Regions from separate parts of the Macaca mulatta genome. Here region 1 is linked to region 2. A link is a contact called in public Hi-C data. All regions are on one chromosome and are shown on one strand. The core of a region is the stretch at or near the end of the contact, and the rest is flanking DNA. Distances in the headings are between cores, read along the strand shown.

Region 1 (5,452 bases), core at 2,818-5,317, 400 kb after region 2:
TGATGGTGTAGATTTAAATTTGCGTCTGAAGGCATACGATTCAGAAGCACCAAGGTCAGGAGAAAATTGATGTCTCAGCTCAAGCAGCCAGGTAGAGAGAAGGCAACTCCAACCTTCCTCTGCTTTTTTGTTCTATTCAGTCCCTCAACAGATGGTATGATGACCACCTACATCAGGGAGAACCATCTGCTTCTAAATGCTCATTACAATGCAAATGCTCATCTCTTCCAGAAACACCCTCACAGACATACCCAGAGATAATGTTTAATCAGATATCTGAGCATCCCCTAGCCAAGTCAAGTTGACACGTAATATTAACCATCACAGCTACTAACTGTCAAAGCAATGCCTTCAGATTGGTTTTCTTTACATAGAAACATACTGGTTCCTAAAGAAAAGTTTGATTCAAATAATTCAACTGAGTGAGTCTCAGTTTCCTCTAATGCATGTTGCTAAAGAGGTAGATCCCAGTCATCATAATGCTACAATGAACAATATACAATAAACAAGATACAATAAAGTGTGCATGTATCTTTATGATAGAATGATTTGTATTCGTTATGGTATACACTCAGTAATGGGATTTCTGGGTCAAATGGTACTTCTGCTTCTAGATCTTTGAGGAATCATCACACTGTCTTCCACAATGGTTGAGTTAATTTACATTCCCACCAACAGTGTAAAAGCATTCTGTTTTCTCCACATCCTCACTAGCGTCTGTTGTTTCTTGACTTTTTAATAATCACCATCCTTACTGGCATGAGATGGTATCTCATTGTGGTTTTGATTTGCATTTGCCTAATAATCAGCATTTTTTTTTGGTGTGGAACATTTATTAGGTTCATTGACTTTTCAGTTAACATCTAGGCTCATTCAGTAATTGACTTGGACAAATGGATAATTCCTGAGGAAATAACTGAAATTCACTTATTTGAATGATCTGAGAGCATTGAGAAAATAGAAAACACTCTGAAGAAATCTTTGCATGCAAAGATTATGCTTATGCATTTCTGTTATGCCACAAAGTGGGCAATTGAAATTGGAGAGATTTTTATGACATCTGCTATATGCTGATATATGCTTGACTCTGTTGTTTTTTCACTATCAGAATTGATAGCATATCCCAAACAGATGTGAAGAGCAGAGTTGCCTCATTTTGAGAAAAGAGCTCAGGGCCTTATTACCCCAGTATCAGTTAGTTGTTGGTTATAAACTTTATGTTCCCACCACTTTTCTAGCTGAGTGGGCTCCATCGAGTGAGACCAATTCTCCAAAGAAGGCAGCTGAGAGCGGTTAGCAAACAACACTCACACCAGGTGGGGGATTGAGGCACTGACCTGGTGAAGGGGCCTGCGTGGAGCATCAACAAAGCTGACTATACCACCCTGAACCCCTTCCCATTCACTTGACCACCCCCTACCTCACCAACATCACCTTAGTCCAAACCACCTGCTACCACCTTGTCTACTGTGAACTCTCTTCTCAGTAGTTGTACTTCTTCCTCCCACAAGAAATAAGAAATAAAAGCATTAAGGTTGCTTTCTGAGATGTAGACTATAAGATCAAGACAAGACAAATTAGAAAATGAAAGTGGAAAGTCATACTTACAGGAGCAGAATGGCTCCCCTCAGCAAACCTAGACTGATGAGGCTGAGTGGAACAGCACACTCAAAGAAAGAACATTCCAAAGGAGTAGTTGATCAGCTAAGGAAGCTACTCAAAGGGGAATCACAGAGGTAAGCATCGAGAGAAACCCCAGAAGTCTCAGTCACTGAATACTAATAACTCATATCCTTTTGACAAATCAAAAATTCAGACATAATTTGACCTGCTGCTATTCAAGCCATTGACTCAAATCCTTTACTCCTTTGTTCTGATTCTATGCTCACCAAGAATATGGAAAGCATAGAGAATTTGAGTGGTCCTACGTCAATGACATGTTCTTTTCATTGTAAATAATAAATAGGCATTCTAGTCTTACATATCAGTATCTCGATTCAAAAAGCCAGCCAGTGGTGAATTTCCCAGCTTGTATGTCTGAGGGCCAAGACTCTGGACTATAGCAAATTTACTAGGTTGTATGGAAATTATATTTTCCCCCACCAAAAACAATGGCCACAGCAAGATCTCTGGTTCCACATGGTCTCCAGAACTTTGCCATTTCTCTATCAAGAAGTGGGAGTCTATTTCCTCTCCCCTTGAATCTGTGTGGGTTTTCGTGACTGCTTTCATGAATAGAGGGCAGCAAAAGTGATTCCAAGTGAAGGCTAGAAAGCAATAAGTCTTCCACCTGGCCCTCGTTCTTTTAGGATGTTTACCCTTTGAACCTGGCACCATGTTACAAGGAAGTACAGGACAAGGCTATGAGTAGGTGTTCTGGAAGACAGCTTCAGCTACAATCCTAGCCACCAGCCAGCATCAGCTGCCAGTCATGTGAGTGAAAGGTTCTTCAGATGATTACAGCCCCAGGCTTCTAGCTCCCCAGCTGGTGGGAAGAATAGAACAGACGGGCTGTCCTCACCTAGCCATAGCCAAATTGCAGATTCATGAGAAAAATAAATGTTGTTGATTTTTTTTTTTAAAAGAACAATTTACCTCAATAAGAGATTGGCTTTTTTGATCATTGTGTAATTATGAGGTTAAAGTTTGCCATTTGAGCTTATGAGGTTGATGACATCTGTGGATTTGGACTTTTTGTTCATAGCAATAATGGTGATGGTGCTGATATGTGTCAATAACATTTTATAATAATAATAATATTGATAAAAATATACCATTTACTGAGAGTTCATGATGCGTTAGTCTTCCTGGTAAGAGTTTTTCTATTCATTTAATCATTTAAACCTCACAAATCCCCATGAAGTAGGCACTAGTGTCTATATTGAAAGATAAGAAAACTAAGAGCGGTCAATAAACTGTCCAGGATTTTCTGGTGACTAAGGGGGAAATTCAAACCAAGTTCTGGCTTAAATGTATGGAAAAGAGGCCAGAAAATATTTATGGAGTATCTATATGTACTTGGTTATATTCTGGGTTCTTAGTTCTAATGAAAAAACTAAGTCCTTGCTTCAGTGAGTTTATGTCTTAATGTGTGTAGATAGTGAACCACTTAACATACACAATATAACATCCAGCAGTACTAGGAAAGAACTGGGTAAGAGGATAGAGGGGCTGTTTCCCATAGTGCAATGAGGGAAGGCCTGTTTGAGAAGTGACATTTAACCAGAGGTTAGAAGACAGCACAGGGATGAGTAATGGAATTTCTAGGACTGTCCCTGTGACAGCCTCTTCATGGTACATTTTGCCATTATTTTAGAACAGGGTGGTCCTTTGGTCATTTGTATTTAAGAAGATTATATAACATCTTCTTAAGGAGAGAGTAAGGACTTAGAAGGCAGACTCAGGTTCAAATTCTCGTTTTGCTCCCTTTTCCCCCCTGACTTACTTGGGCACCTTAACTTTATTTCTACATCTTAGTTTCCGTGTCTATAAAACCTGGGCCATAATCTTTACCACTATGATAAATGAAAAAGTGCATATGTAGAGTTCCTTTTGCAGTCTCTAGAACTGCATATAAATATGCAACAGTCATGTGATAAATAATTATTTTTTATAATTTGTGTCCTATAGAGGGACATAGAGAAGTTCCTTTTGATGTTTTGTGGTCCAGTTGTGAGGAGGGGAATTTGACGTAAGAAATTACCACTCACCTTCAGAACTGAATAGGGAGTATGGTTAGAATGGAAACAGATCTAGCAAATAAGCTAAGAGAGAAGCCTGGTGTGGGTAAATTCTGGTGTGGATAAAGCGGATTGACAAATCATATTAAGTGCAAGAATAAAAATTCAAGAGGTGATTTGAGAGCAAGGTGGGCAGAGATTTATTTACTCAGATTTAGTATTAAGAAGCATCTCATAATGCACATTTAACTATAGAGGTTTACAGAATATCATGGAGAGGGAGAGAGAGCATAATATATGTAAAATGTCTTGCCCTTTACAAGGCCCACAGCCCTGCTTCCAGCCGCATGTGCCTGCTATTTAAAATCGCTGTTCCCAGAGCCAGGTTGGCCCACTGCCTGATAATCAAGAAATCTGGGTCTAGTCCCAGTTTGCCTACTGACATGCTGTATTGCTTTGAGCTAATCACTTTGCCTCTTTGCCTTTTTGTATAGGAAAAATATCTATCCCTTACCCATCTCAAAGGAATCATTTTAGACTGAAAAAAAAATTTTAACATGCCCCCTGTGTGATGTAAGTGACTGATACATGTGGGACCATAATTTAGTAAAGAGGCGAACCTCTTCAATTCACAACTGTTATCTCACCAGCAATGAATTAGGCCCATAACAGTTTGTGGTTTAGTAACAACTTTATCCTGAGGAGTGGGTAGCAAAACAACGTGTGGTTCAGTGTTTCGTCTTGGCTCAGTGGAAAGCACATGGACTTTGGAAGGGTGCACATCTGAGTTCCAATTTTCTAATTTTGCTGAACATCAACTCTGTCTCCTTGTCGAGGATATGAGGATACTTACTCTTTCTGAGTCTAGGTTTCTAGATCTGTAGATACAGCAACACTATGTAAGTTATTGTGAGGAATTGATAAATGTAAAGTTATTAGTATTGTCTGCCACTGATATTCAAATGTGTTACTTTTTATTTATTAAAAAATATTGCTTAAGACCTGAATTCTTGCAGCTGTCTGGAGGCCTCTAAGTCCTCAGTGATTTGTGGACTCACTGGGGCAAGGCTAGGAGGCCATTTCAGGAGTCCTTTTTAAATCAGTGTGAGGCTAGAGCTACAAAGGCTCAGCCTGAAATAACCCACTGAATTTGCTTCTGCCTGAGGAGCTGAGCCTGCTCCGTACTGATCTTCTGTGGGGGATGGGTGGATAATAACTCTTGGCCTGAATTCCAGGGTTAGTTCCAGTGGATGTGGAAGCTCCACAATCGTCCCAAGATGAGGGGGTGACTGTACTCATTGTTGTGCTGTGGCTACTGCAGGGCGACGTGCAGGCTGAGGGCATAGGTTAGCTATTTGGTAACTCCTTAGTCTGATTTGCAGTAATTTCCATCCCTTTCCAACACATCTGCGTGTGATGCAGGTTGTTGTAAGGCTCCCAGGCATCCCTAAGATTCATCTTTTTAATAAACAGAAAGGAAAAAATGGCCTATGTTTATTACCATCTAGGTCGGCTCTCTCAGAGCTGGGAGGCTGCAGACCCCAGAGGCTTCTCAGTGCTGTCTCAGATGCTTCCATCTTTCATACGCTATTCCCATGGTAACCCTCAGGAAGGGAGAAGAGGGACAGCCATTAGAGGCTATTTTTAGACTTCTGGCCAGATGCTTTGACAAATCTATTGAGGGAAGGAAAATGTAGCAAATGTAGGAGAGGAGGATTTTTTTTTTCTTTTTTTTGCCAAAGACAATATCATTTAAAATTCATATAAAACTG
Region 2 (5,036 bases), core at 2,124-4,623:
AAGGACTTCATGTCTAAAACACCAAAAGCAATGGCAACAAAAGCCAAAATTGACAAATGGGATCTAATTAAACTAAAGAGTTTCTGCACAGCAAAAGAAACTACCATCAGAATGAACAGGCAACCTACAGAATGGGAGAACATTTTTTGCAATCTACTCTGACAAAGGGCTAATATCCAGAACCTACAAAGAACTCAAAGAAATTTACAAGAGAAAAACAACCCCATCAAAAAGTGGGCAAAGGATATGAACAGACATTTCTCAAAAGAAGACATTCATACAGCCAACAGACACATGAAAAAATGCTCATCATCACTGGCCATCAGAGAAATGCAAACCAAAACCACAATGAGATACCATCTCACACCAGCTAGAATGGCAATCATTAAAAAGTCAGGAAACAAAGGTGCTGGAGAGGATGTGGAGAAATAGGAACACTTTTACACTGTTGGTAGGACTGTAAACTAGTTCAACCATTGTGGAAAACAGTATGGCGATTCCTCAAGGATCTAGAACTAGAAATACCATATGACCCAGCCATCCCATTACTGGGTATATACCCAAAGGATTATAAATCATGCTGCTATTAAGACACATGAACATGTATGTTTACTGCAGCACTATTCACAATAGCAAAGACTTGGAATCAACCAAAATGTCCATCAGTGACAGACTGGATTAAGAAAATGTGGCACATATACACCATGGAATACTATACAGCCATAAAAAAGGATGAGTTCATGACCTTTGCAGGGACATGGATGCAGCTGGAAATCATTATTCTTAGCAAACTATTGCAAGAACAGAAAACCAAACACCGCATGTTCTCACTCATAGGTGGGAACTGAACAATGAGATCACTTGGACATGGGAAGCAAAACATCACACACCGGGGCCCATTGTGGGGTGGGGGGAGGGGGGAGGGTTGGCATTGGGAGTTATACCTGATGTAAATGACGAGTTGATGGGTGCTGACGAGTTGATGGGTGCAGCACACCAACATGGCACATGTATACATATGTAACAAACCTGCACGTTGTGCACATACACCCTAGAACTTAAAGTATAATAATAAAAAAAAGTTTTAAAAAATGTTAAAAATTACTTGTATGTAGGTGTCAAAATGTATGACACTCCAAGCAATGGGCGTGTGGTGTCTCATCAGTTGTCACAAGAACCAAACAGCTGCCTGTCATTAACCCTAGGTGTTGTGAGATTTACTGAAAATTTTTACAAAATCTTCACTTCAGTGAAATAAATTCCCTGTTGAAAAATATTTAAATGATGTTATTCGACTTCAAAGTATATTGAAAATATGGCTTCATCATCAAATACATGAGTAATATGAAAAATAAAAATGTAATGACCTATAAATTCTCAATGTTTCTAAAGTTACCAACATTAAAAAAAACTATTTCCTGAAATTTCATTTGCCCACCAACTCATCATGAATTATAGAAATATCAAAATAAATTTGGACTCTCCAAGATGAAAACATACATTCACAAAGGGGAGGAATTTTAAGGTTAAAACCAACAAAAAACTCATAAAGTAGTGAAGTTAAACCTATAACACGCTGTTTTTAATGATGCCAAAATTAAATATATTAAAGTGCTTGGTAGCATAGTTTTCTAACATTCGGTGCAGATTTTTAAAATGTTCACTTTATAGCCTGCATACAGACTTATTAGAATAATCGTAAGAAACATAGAAGGAAATTTCTACTGCTTGGGCATGTTTCAGTAGCGTCTTTTAGTAGCTCTGTAAAGTACGTAAGTAGTGGCAGAAGGTGGCAGTACTGAGCTAGAAAAACCTCAGAGGGCTTCAGGAGCTGTAGCTGAAACCTGAGGTAGTCCAAAGCCCACACTCTCGAATTGATCATTAGACTTTATTATAGATAAATAATGTAAAACTCTGGCAAACCTAATCTATAAACTACATGTTTCTAAAATAACTAAAGTTTCTCCATCAAAAATCAGGAATATTCAATAGATTTCAAGAAATATCTACTTTACAGCATTGTTATCCTACCAGCTCAGCAATATACTATATATACACACACACACACACATACATACATATATATATATATATAAATAAAAGATAGTGAAATGTGTCTTACAAAACAATAAAATGCAAACCTTTTAAAGGGATCAATGAGGCGGAAAGTTCCATAGAACTTACCATTCATCAGGAGAGCAGCCATAATCCTCAGGTTCAGGGACATGGCTTCAGAAAGCAAGAAGAGAGGCAGAAAGAGAGGAAAAATAATCACAGAAAGGCTGGAAACATAAAACCACGAAGAAGGGAAGTGGGAAGTATAAAAAGATGGATCATTGAAAAGTTAACAAAATGAACTTTTAGTTGAATCTGAAAGAATGGCAGTTAGTACAGTAAATAAAACATAATGATTCATGGTAGCTAAGCAGGTTTACAAAGTTAACCTGTAACTGTACAGCCAATTTGCCAATTTGCCTCTTCACTACAACATTTACTTATTTTATCTACAAAACTCACAATTCAGTAGGAATTATTTGAACTTAGCAGTTTAAATACATGCTAAAGCCAATGAAAAATTAATCATGTGTTATATAATCAGAATAAAATGTTTTAAGGTAACAAACATGCTAATATCTTGAAACAAACTATCACACTAATAAAATTTGTTAAATACATTTTGGAAGTAACTTTGGCTACCATGAGATGATGGTTACTTCAAAAGGCACATTAAAGTAAAAGTTACCTGCATTTCTATAATTAAATGGAACCTTAGTTTAAGAGATTAAATGATATTCAAAAATTTTCACTTAAACTATAATTCACTCATTAAAACACTCTATCTCAAACAGAAAACATATTCATCAGTATCTTCTTTAATTTCATCAATTCGCTCATCTGAACACTAGGAAAGTCTGATAGATGTATTTCATTTCAGCCAGTCATGTATTCAACTGGAAGGGGCCCATAATACATGACAGATCAGATTTTCTTATTTTCCGTTTCTTTCATAATATAATCATTCGATACTTTTCCTGTAAATTTACTAGACATAGAGTTTTAAAATGCAGAGTTCAGTACAAATGAAAAGTCACTGTTATTTTTGACAAATATACAATAAACTTTGTTAAGAACTCATGGGATCCTTTCACTCCCTAAAAGTTCAACCTTTCAACAACCCAGCCAAGGCAGGGACTTCATCATTCCAAGACACCTCTTCCACTACCAAAACATTAATTTGCTTCCAGTGCAGTATCCACTATATCACTCCAATCACAATGGAGGTGGTCCCTTTTAACTCACTATTCTCTCTCCTACCAAAGGGCTTTTGTGACTGTTAACGAAGAAGGGCTAATCAAGCCCTTTGCAGGCTGGACTCCAAGAAAAGGAGTTGGCATGCTGCAAAGCTCTGTGGAAACTGGCTGCAACTCCATGTTTAAAGCAATCACTTCTGATCAACCTCAAGGCTTGGACCCTAGCCCATGGACTGTGCCAGGGAAGGGCCTGGTACTACCCAAGCAACACTGAGCATGGTCCTGCCAAGCTGCACTAGCCCCGATCTCATACTAGGACACGGGATAAAATTTCCCAAGTCATGCAGCTTAAAAGTTCCAGAGCTCAAGTGTCAGAGACCCTCTCCCCAACTCTGGCTCAGCCCTGGAAGAATTCTGAGCACTACCTAGAGCCCAGTCAGCAGTAGGTGCCCCGCACACCTGCCACTGATCCTATATGCAAGTTTCCCTCTGACTGCCGCTCCAGAAGCTCTGGTGTCTACGTGGTATCTGGCTTTTTGCCTTTGCATGTGCCTGTGCTGTAGTATCTACCTGGTAAGTTCCTCAATCAAATTCATTCTTAGATCTCAACTCCAGAATCACTTTCTTAGGCATACTTCCCTGCCTTCCCTGTTTAGATCAAACCACCCATCATAGCCTCACATAGACCTCTATACTGTGTTAGGACTTTATATTTGTCTATATGATTACTTAATTAGCATCCACTAACTACCAAATAGACTATACACTTTAGGCAGGAGGAAATCATGTGAACTTTTACCTATTTTGCCTCCATTATCTGTCAAAGTGTCACATGCATCAACACTTCACATATGCAGTAAATAAATGAATGGGGTTGACTGGCATTCATCACAAGTCATGGTGAGCAGTAAGATAAACATGGTTGTAACAAGATCTTGGGGGTATTATAATTGTGAAATTTCCGTGGTGAATCTCTTCTCGGGGTTAAAGTAGCAGCCAATCCTTTCGGCAAATATATAGCTAAACCAAATACTGTCAAGTAAAGTTATTCACATAGTATATTCATATATAAAGATTGCTAAAACTTATTTTTCATTTAAAGGGAAAATGCAAATGATGTTAATATGAATTAAATGCTTTGTCCACACACAAAGCATTATTTAGCTTGCTTAACAGAGTTTCTTTTTATAGACTGTACGTTGTTAAGCCTCATCCAACTTATTCTAAAAGTAAGGTCTAAATTTTTTTTACAAAGATGGCACTTAGGGCTGCATCCCAGAATCTTTACTCTATTGAGATTTGTAGCCACTGAACAGAGAAACTGCTTACCTATTCCGGGTATTCAAGTAGTTATTATAAAACTGACTTATTCCCTACAGGAAGCAATTAGTTGAAATGATATTTTAATAACTAATATTTACAGTAAAATATCTAGTTTGTCATAAATTAAATTTACAAATGATGTCACAATTACTTACATTTTGCTGTAATTGTCCCATAAAAAGATCTAATGAAATAATCTAATAATTTTAAGCACACAGTGCATTCCTAACTAAAAGTTGATTTCTACAAGATAATCATCATCGGCAACGACGTACAAATCTTTTTTATTTTGCCCATCATGAATCCAATTGGGGGCAAAGGTTCAGGGAAATGAAAGAAAATTTATTAAAATTAAATTCTGATGTACTGTTTTAAGTGTTAATTATAATTTTCTTACAAATGTATAGAATACACAGAACTAGCTAGGAATTATACTATCAGGAAACTTCAAGCCTTATTTTT

What was found. A called contact is a pair of places that touch in the nucleus more often than the background predicts.
Region 1: a contact with region 2 is called in a Hi-C map of fetal cortex germinal zone, with 3 times the contacts expected there. The contact joins two enhancer-like sites. A contact is called at or near these places in 2 of 14 Hi-C or Micro-C datasets (fetal cortex germinal zone and fetal cortical plate).

What each region holds. Positions count from the first base shown.
Region 1 is chr5:42,248,899-42,254,350 of T2T-MMU8v2.0, forward strand. The region is part of intron 1 of GRXCR1 (glutaredoxin and cysteine rich domain containing 1); the gene reads left to right. Among named protein-coding and RNA genes, the nearest start is that of GRXCR1, 61 kb to the left of the region's middle. Within about 2 kb of position 4,068, at least 9 of the 40 cell types and tissues checked have an H3K27ac peak or open chromatin away from gene starts, as enhancers often do. A contact at or near this core is called in fetal cortex germinal zone, where this site is marked.
Region 2 is chr5:41,851,153-41,856,188 of T2T-MMU8v2.0, forward strand. All of the region lies in intron 14 of ATP8A1 (ATPase phospholipid transporting 8A1), which reads right to left. Among named protein-coding and RNA genes, the nearest start is that of ATP8A1, 95 kb to the right of the region's middle. Within about 2 kb of position 3,374, at least 9 of the 40 cell types and tissues checked have an H3K27ac peak or open chromatin away from gene starts, as enhancers often do. A contact at or near this core is called in fetal cortex germinal zone, where this site is marked.